2 separate regions of the Mus musculus genome follow, and region 1 is linked to region 2. A link is a contact called in public Hi-C data. All regions are on one chromosome and are shown on one strand. Each heading gives the region's core, a stretch centred on a gene start, on an enhancer-like site or on the middle of the called end of the contact. The rest is flanking DNA. Distances are from core to core; before and after follow the strand shown.

Region 1 (4,049 bases), core at 291-2,790, 100 kb before region 2:
AAGATAAAAAAAGAGGAGATATGTTCTGTGGTGATGTGGTAAGGTATGGGGGAAGAGGATGTCTCAGCGGGGCCCATGCTGAGGCATCCCTTCCCCCTGAGGGACCAGCCACACGATGGTATAGTATAGAATAGAATTTATTCAGGGCACGGGGAGGGGAGTTAAGAAAGTAGTAGAGGCAGAGAAAGTGGGGAGGGGAGAGGGAAGAGAGAGGAGAGAGAAGTAGAGACTGGCCATGAGCATGTGGAGAGAGGGGGAAGGGAGGGGGCGAAGGGCAAGGGGACAGGAGAACAAGAGAGGGAGGAGGGGGCAAGCAACCCCTTTTATAGCCAGGCCTCCCTGGCTGTTGCTAGGTAACTGTGGGGAGGAGCTTGGACAGAATGATAACAATAATGGTTGCATGTGCTTTCATAGCCAAGGTCACCTGATGCTATGCAGGGCTGTAGGCTGGGGGGAAATTTTGTGAGGCGGGGGCTGTTCTGAGTTGGACTTTGATTCCTAAGCAGGTGTATATGGGCAGTGTGAAAGTGTGGAGACACAGGAATAGGGGGCTTCGTGAGTTCTATGAGCCTCAGCTCTGAGAAGCCCTCCTTCCCCCAGAAGAGTGGGTCCTGACATGCCAGCACTCACAGGTTGGCCAGGGGTGGCCTAAAGGGGGAAAGGAGGAGACTGAAAAGGCTTTAGCAGAACCGAACAAAAGATTTTATTGAAACATTAACACGGGAGCCTTGTGCTCAGTGGTTTCAGTCATTTCCAGTGACTTTAAGCCTGTTTACCCCTGCTGGGCTGCAGTAACACCTCCTGTGGTAGAATTACCTAGAGACTTGATGAGGGAGAAGAGCTTGTTCCAGCTGCTTTGTTCGTTAGTTCAAAGATAACCTTACTTTCTTCTTTATTATCGTGTGTGTGTGTGTGTACATGCATGTATATGTGTGGGACACATGCTTGTGTATGGAGCCACAAGGGTTTTTGTTTGTTTGTTTGTTTGTTTTTGCTTTTTCAAGATAGAGTTTCTCTGTGTAGCCCTGACTGTCCTGAAACTCACTATGTAGACCAGGCTGGCCTCGAACTCAGAAATCCCCCTGCCTCTGCCTCCCAAGTGCTGGGATTAAAGGTGTTCGCCACCACTGCCCAGCTGAGCCCCAAGGTTAATATCAGGAGCCATCATCCCCTGTAGCTCTTCCATCTTATTGAGGCAGACTCTCTCAATCAAACTCAGAGCATACTGATACAGCTAGTCCTACCAGCCAGCTTGCTCTGGGGGAACCCCCTGTGTACTGGTTATTTCTCTATTGCTGTTATGAAACACCATTGCCGAGGCAATTTACAAAAGATCTGGGCTAACAGCCCCAGGGGGTTAGAGTTCATGCTGGTGAAGTCAAGGTTCGGCAACAGGAACAGGAAGCTGGTGGCTTGCAAGCTGAACTCCAAGCAGGCTGGGAATGAACAGTTTAAGCTTGAAAACCTTAAAGCCCGCCCCCAGTGACATACTTCCTCCAACAAGGCCACACCTCCTAAGCATCCACAAACCTCAGTATCAGTGAGGGACCAAGCGTTCCAAAGCCTGACGCTGGGGGAGGGAGACTCACCCAGGCTTGCTATATCCAAACTGAGGCTCTTGTGCGCATACAAGCTTGTTAAACACTGAGCCATTTCCCTAACTTACACATTTTTAAAAATTAGAAAAGATTAACAACTAAAGCACACTAAGAGGAGCCAGTCCAGGAGACGTGACCAAGTGACGGTTTCCCCCTCATATGTAACAGAGGGACAATGTAAAACACCAGGTCGGAGCACAACAGCTTTGAGGTTGCAAGCATCAAGCAGTTCGCCAGAAATTAACGCTAAATATTACAGATTGGCAGGATTTTGGAAGCCCACAGAAGGCAATGGAAGTGTAACGATCTTGGCTTATGGGGCAAAAAGCAAGGAAGATTTGGTGGCCGAGGACCATGTTTGATGTCATGACTGTTAACACTAACTAGTACAGATAGAATAATGCATTTGGGATTCATCTGCACAGTTTTATGTATCAAAAGTCTGTTCCTTTGTACTGCCGAATTGCATTTCTGTGTATATATGTGCCACAGATGTCCATTGCTTCAATTTTGAATATAGGTTTTATTTCTGTTTCTGACTACATTTTGAACCAAGTTACATCTCCTTGGTTTTTGTTGTATTTTTTGGAAGGAAAAATCTAGTCAGCATCTTTAAAGGAAATCAGCCATTTTTCTAACATTATGCCCCTTTACTAAGTTGTAATTATTATACTTACAGAGGTGCCAGGACCTAACATCTCTTTAAATGGCCTTCAGTGTAAAGTTGGATGTGCCCCATTGAAAGTCTATTGTAATGATTTTGAGACATCGATGCCCATGGTTAATTGTATCATGAGTGCAGCACTCGGAAATTCAGGTTCGAGTGGAGAAGGGGTATCATGAAAGAGAGTGATGAGGAATAATTATGTGATGCAAATGTCTGGATTCAGACCCTTTGATTACAGAAAACCTCGGATTCCTCGACGTCAGTTGCAGGCTTGTGGGATGCTGCTCAGAGCCTGGAGATCCGTTCTAAACACTCAGTGATCATCACCAGGGCTGGTGAAGCAAATTGGTTGCTGCTTTTCACTGTGGAAAGCCTTGCTTTACTGTAACCTTCATTAAAGAACAGTCGTTTGGGATATACATTCCTCACCATAGTTCTTGCAGCTGGTGCATGGACTCTGTAGGCATCTTTTTAAACTTTATTATTCTAGTTCTCTTACTCCCTCTGTGCCCGTGGGGTGGGTGGGTGGGTGGGTGGGTACGTGTCCAGGTTCCACAGCATGCGTGTGGGGGTTAGAGGATAACTTTCAGGAGTTAGCTCTTTCTTACCATTAGAGGTCCCAGGGACCAGTACCACACTGTCAGTTCTGCACAGAATAGCTTTTCCCTGCTGAACCATCCCACTGGCTCAAAATTCTTTTAAGAATACCAGATTGTATTATATTACTTTGTTACCCATAAATAAATGACATCTCATCAAAATATTTTAATTGGTTTTAAATTCACAACAAAAAAACATCTGAAAAGAATCATTTGGGGACTTGCTCGAGCTAACATTCATCTGGAAGTGGGGGAGAGTGAGCGAAGAGCTCAGAAATTTTTTGCAAACTAAAAGCCGGGCAGGGTGCGTTCTCACCAGTCTGCGTGTTGTGCTTTAAAGCTGTAGTCATTAAGATAGTGTGGTGCGTGACTCAACCAACAGACCCGGAACAGGGGAGCGAGTCAAGACAGTCCTGTGTATAGCAAGAAGTTTCACATATGGAAATTTCACGTTTTGAAACGGGTCTCCATGACGGGGTAATGAGCAAGCGTTACTGAAATAATTAGCTGTAAAACTCTGTGGGGCGGGAGTATAAAGTTCAATACTATCTTACAGCCTACGGAGAGAGAGACTCCAGAAGGGATGAACACTGAAGCAGTCTGCAAAAGTGGTAGTAAGAGATAGGCGTGTATTTTATTTTCTGGGGCTGGGCAGTCTGAAGGAAGACTCAAGGTACAGGAAGCAGGAGAAAGGCAGACACTGTAGGCCGTAAGGGCATAGCAGTGAACGCGTCAGACTGGGATGGTTTGGGGTGATGGGACTCGGTACACTTACCCTGCATGTGAACGTGTTTATAAGAGTGTTTCCCAGGCTGTGGGGTTTTTCCAATGTGCTCACCATGTTATGGTAAACACACACATAAATTATGGCAGTCACAATTATTTTAAAACCCTGTTTCTCACGGTGATTTGCATTTGGAAACCCAAACTGTGACCCCATATCTAAATGCTTTTTGTGAGATTCTCTTGATGTTTCGAAAAGCGCTGCCTCTTTATTATTGCGGATGCTCTTGAGTTTGTTTTCCCGTCGTTTCTGATCACTGCCCAGTGCAGAAGGCAAAGGAGTCAGTTCTGGTTTGAGATGACAAGTGACCATTAACTTGCAGAATGTCTCAGAAGCACACTATATTCCGGGGAGAATGGGCACACAACACAGACTCGAGGCTGCCAGAAGACCAAGAACCC
Region 2 (4,139 bases), core at 717-3,216:
TCAATAGTTGAATGAGAACAACATCTGGATCAGCAGGTATTGCTGGCAGCAGCTCGTCTCCCACAGCAGGCCTGGGTAGTTCCACGCCATCTCCATGGGCGTCTTGATGAACCAGCCTTGTTATTGCCACACGCTCCACACGGAGGCCACAGGGTTCAGGTTTAGCCAAGCACAAGCTGTGGAGCAAACCCTGGCTCTCCCGCCTGTGAACTGTGAGCTTGGGCATGTTACCTAACCATTCGGTGACTCCCTTCCTCGTTCTCTCAATGCACAGGGCCCACCCACCTCCCAGTACTGGGAAGAAAATTAACTGTGTGGAAATCTCCTTCCACGGTGCTAAGACTTCATTATTGGCTAATAATTAGTTTGTAATTATTCATAAAGGGACAACAGGAGGGGGATAAAAGATTCAATTAAAGCCAAGCCCAGTGACACAAACCTATAATCCCAACCAGTCCTGAGGCCAAGATAGGATGGTGGCAGGTTCATGGCCTGCCTTACTGAACTTGCTGAAACCCAATATCAAAGTGTCATGTGAGCAGGGCCAGTAAGATGGCTCAATGGTTATCGCAAGGTCGCCCTCTGGTATATAGTGAGTTCAAGGTTAGCCTGGGATACTCAAGACACTCTCTTTTTTTAAAAACATTTTAATAGATTTATTTTATTTATATGAGTACACTGTTGCTGTCTTCAGACACACCAAAAGAGGTCATTAGATCCCATTACAGATAGTTGTGAGCCACCATGTAGTTGCTGGGATTTGAACTCGGGACCTTTGAAAAAGCAGTCAGTGCTCTTAACCACTGAGCCATCTCTCCAGCCCCAAGACTCTGTATTTAAAACCAATTAATAATTATAAAGCTTTGAGGACATATACTTAACATTTGGGGTAACACTGCTCATACGAAGACCTTTTGTGGGTCACTTGTCAAAGTGATATTAGCCCAAGAGAGTGCAGTGCATGCTACTGGGCTTTCTGAGGAGACACCCTAGGACAGAGCGGCTCTCAGCACCTGCCCTGAGTGACATGCCATGCCCCCCCCAACTGCCCCCCTTCCAACGGTCCCTGCTTCTCGGAGCTGTGTGCTCTTTTGTGCCTCTGTGCTTTCAGCCTGGTGTTCTCCTCCCCACTCGGAGCAATCCGTCCCTCATGAGCCCCTCTCAAGCTTCCTCTACCGTTAAGGCTTCCTGGAATAACTGGCTTTCAGATCCCCTGTTTGGACAAGTCACTTCAAAGCCGAGCTGAAGCTCAGTACCAACAAGGGCCCCACCTGGAGCGTCGGCTCCGTCTCCTGTGCAGCGCAAAAAAAAAAAAAAAAAAAAAAAAGCAAGCCTCCCTGTGGTTTGGAGGTTGAACTGTTTCTTGGTACAGTCCGAGTCACTCATAGTCAGATAAATAGATGCTGGAATGAGGTAAGACACGAAGCCTCTGCCCAGTCTAGGCCAAAGCTAAGGAATACAACCAACGGTGTCTGTCTTTCCAGAACTGCTGACGGCAGAGACATTTGGGTAAAGAAACCCAGGCAGAAGATTTCTGGTGTCTCCTATCTGAAAGCAAACAAAGAGGGAAATGGGCAAGTTTAAATGTCCATTCTGCTTGTCCCAGTTACTTTAAGGCCATTAAAGCAGGGTGGTGGTTCCTAGATCTGAGCGCTCTACAATTGGAGAGAGAAAAAAACCAAAGGTCTAGATGCAGGCTGTGGACTTCTGAGAAACAGTATTGAGATGGCTTATGTTTGCAGAACTTCTAGAGGGTTCCCGTTTGCTTACACTTCCCTTTCCTCTCCCCTACCCTATACAGGATGGGATGGGTCCTCAGACCATCCCCCTTCCCCAGGGAAGAGCAGGGAAGTTCGTCCTGACTCCAGCGAGACTCCTGCAGTCACCGAGCAAGTCCTCCAACCTGAGAGCCTCAGCCAGCCTGTGTCTCCCGGGACCTCGGAGCCTGAGTCCCAGGGCGTATCTAAAATGAAGCCAGCCAGCCAGAGAAGCCTGTCTCCCAGGGAGAAGGCCTCAGCTCTTCCCGACTCCAGCAGGACTTGGGCTGGCCCTGGGGACAGCACTCCCAGCACCAGGAGAGCAGCTGTCCCCATGAGCATAGGAGAGACACGAGCTACGGCCATCCCTCATCCCTCCCTCCTGGGTCAGGAAAGGAGCCGAGACCCCTCGGGTCCCAGCAAGGCCCTGGAAACTCCAGGACACTGCGTACCTACAAGCTTGAAAGATAGGGCTCTGCTTGAAGAAACAGCGTCAGCATCTGGAAAGTTGTCACACGCCGGTCCCTCTGTGCCAGTGACTACTGATGGGACCCTGTCGGGGAGCACAGAGAGCCCGGTGACAGACATTGACAAGTTCATTGGGGAAGCCCCGGAGGCGTGGCTTTCTCAGTCTCCTCAGAGAGCAGACTGCAGGACTCACCAGGACATTTTTGAGAGTCAGCCACCAGGGGGAGCTGGGGGTGGCAGTTCCCACCATGGGAAGACCGGAGGCACAGGCTCACCCCCACCCCCTCAGTGGACCTTCCAGCCTTCCGTTCTGGATTCCGTCCATCCTGACAAACAGTTGGCTGGGAACAAAAACTTTCTGAACAACTACTCCAGAAATTTTAGCAGTTTCCACGAAGACGGCGTCTCGGAACCTTCGCCCTCGTCCATGTATGGCGATGCTGAAGACTCGTCTTCAGACCCCGAGTCTCTTGTTGAAGATCCACGAGCAGCGGCCAGGAACAACTGGCCAGCTCCTCCATCTCATGAGTCCTCCCGTAAGGAAGGTAGCAGTGAGTCTGAGGACGAGCAAATAGAAATCTGTGCCCCAGGTGGTTGTCCTGAGACCCCAGTGCCTGCCCAAGCTCCTGCCCAGGCTGCAGGCGGCGCAGTTCCCTCGGTACAGCAGACTGTGAGGGAGCCGGTGGGGGACGCCTGCGAGAAAGCCTGCTTCATGACAGGAGCCTCGAACACTTGCATCCCGGGCTCTTCCCAGCCATTTTCCTTCCTGGATGTAAGCTCTCTGGAGCATGAGACTTGGGCGGGCGTACAGACTTCACGGAGCCACATGCCCGGGTGCGCAGAGGAAACCTTGGCGGTCAGCAGCACCGGCTCAGTCGTGGGAGACAGCCAGCCTTCTCAAACGACCAGACCTTGTGGAAACCCGCCATTTGTGCTCAGGAACCCAGATATGGTAAATGGTTTGGGACAGGACCTGCTGGATGAGGGAACCCCAGACAAAGGAGCAGATGCCTCTCATGTCATGAGCAGTGTGTATGCCCTGGGGGCCGAGGGCCCTAAGAATGGAGAGGCCGTTTTGGCAAACCTACACATTGCCAAGGGCGGCAACCTGGACGGCTTGCTACAGAAACCAAAAACGACCTCCAGGAGGCCTATCATGACCTGGTTTAAAGACATAAATAAAGACAGCCAAGGCGCACATCTGCAGAGCAAATCTGAGAAGGAACAACCCTCAATGCTGGCTATGAGTCCTGGCTCGAAAGGCAACACGGTGAACCCCAGCCACAGAAAGGGAATGGCTGTGCCTAAGAGTCCACCTCCCCGGCAGAAGAGTCAAGAAAATAAGGACCTATCCCCTAAAAGCCCAGTGGAAACACTAAGTAACTGTCAGAAGCCCAAGGGCAGCCCGAAGCTTAAGAGGCTGAACAGCAAAAGCAAAGCCAGTCCGGAGGCACCTGTGGCCAGTCCCGCTAAGGGCGGCAGGACCGACCACAGGAAGTCCTTGCCTTCACCCCAGGCTGCCCATAAAATGCTTTCTAAGGCAGTGTCACACAGGCTCCACATAGCTGACCAAGAGGAGCCTAAGAACACTGCTGGAGACACCTCCAAGCCTCCCCAGTGTGTGCCAGAGAGCAAGCCACCCCTGGCTGCCTCTGGGTCGCTGAGGACCTCCGCATCTGACACAAGCATTAGAACCATTACTTCTCCCCTGACCTCCCCCAAGCCTCTCCCTGAGCAAGGTGCAAACAATAGGTTCCACATGGCTGTCTACCTGGAATCTGACACAAGCTGTCCAGCCACCTCCAGGCCCCCTAGGTATGGACCAGAGGGCAAGGTGCCCCATGCTAACTCTGGGTCAGTGAGTCCCTCCGCATCGAGGACCAATATAGCCTTGGCAGGGGTCAGACAGAGCAA

The links. A called contact is a pair of places that touch in the nucleus more often than the background predicts.
Region 1: a Hi-C map of myeloid progenitors shows a contact between it and region 2, with 2.8 times the contacts expected there. The contact joins two enhancer-like sites. A contact is called at or near these places in 21 of 484 Hi-C or Micro-C datasets (the CH12 cell line, the G1E-ER4 cell line, the HPC-7 cell line and 13 more) and 4 of 115 datasets of contacts at active chromatin or transcription factors (bone marrow-derived macrophages, embryonic stem cells and large pre-B cells).

What each region holds. Positions count from the first base shown.
Region 1 is chr15:12,476,887-12,480,935 of GRCm38.p6, reverse strand. All of the region lies in intron 3 of Pdzd2 (PDZ domain containing 2), which reads left to right. Among named protein-coding and RNA genes, the nearest start is that of Gm52211, 13 kb to the left of the region's middle. Within about 2 kb of position 1,540, at least 68 of the 459 cell types and tissues checked have an H3K27ac peak or open chromatin away from gene starts, as enhancers often do. A contact at or near this core is called in Th1 cells and myeloid progenitors, where this site is marked.
Region 2 is chr15:12,374,043-12,378,181 of GRCm38.p6, reverse strand. Pdzd2 (PDZ domain containing 2) reads left to right here. Exons shown (of 26, transcript NM_001081064.2): 21 at 1,802-4,139. Among named protein-coding and RNA genes, the nearest start is that of Golph3, 55 kb to the right of the region's middle. Within about 2 kb of position 1,966, at least 121 of the 459 cell types and tissues checked have an H3K27ac peak or open chromatin away from gene starts, as enhancers often do. A contact at or near this core is called in Th1 cells and myeloid progenitors, where this site is marked.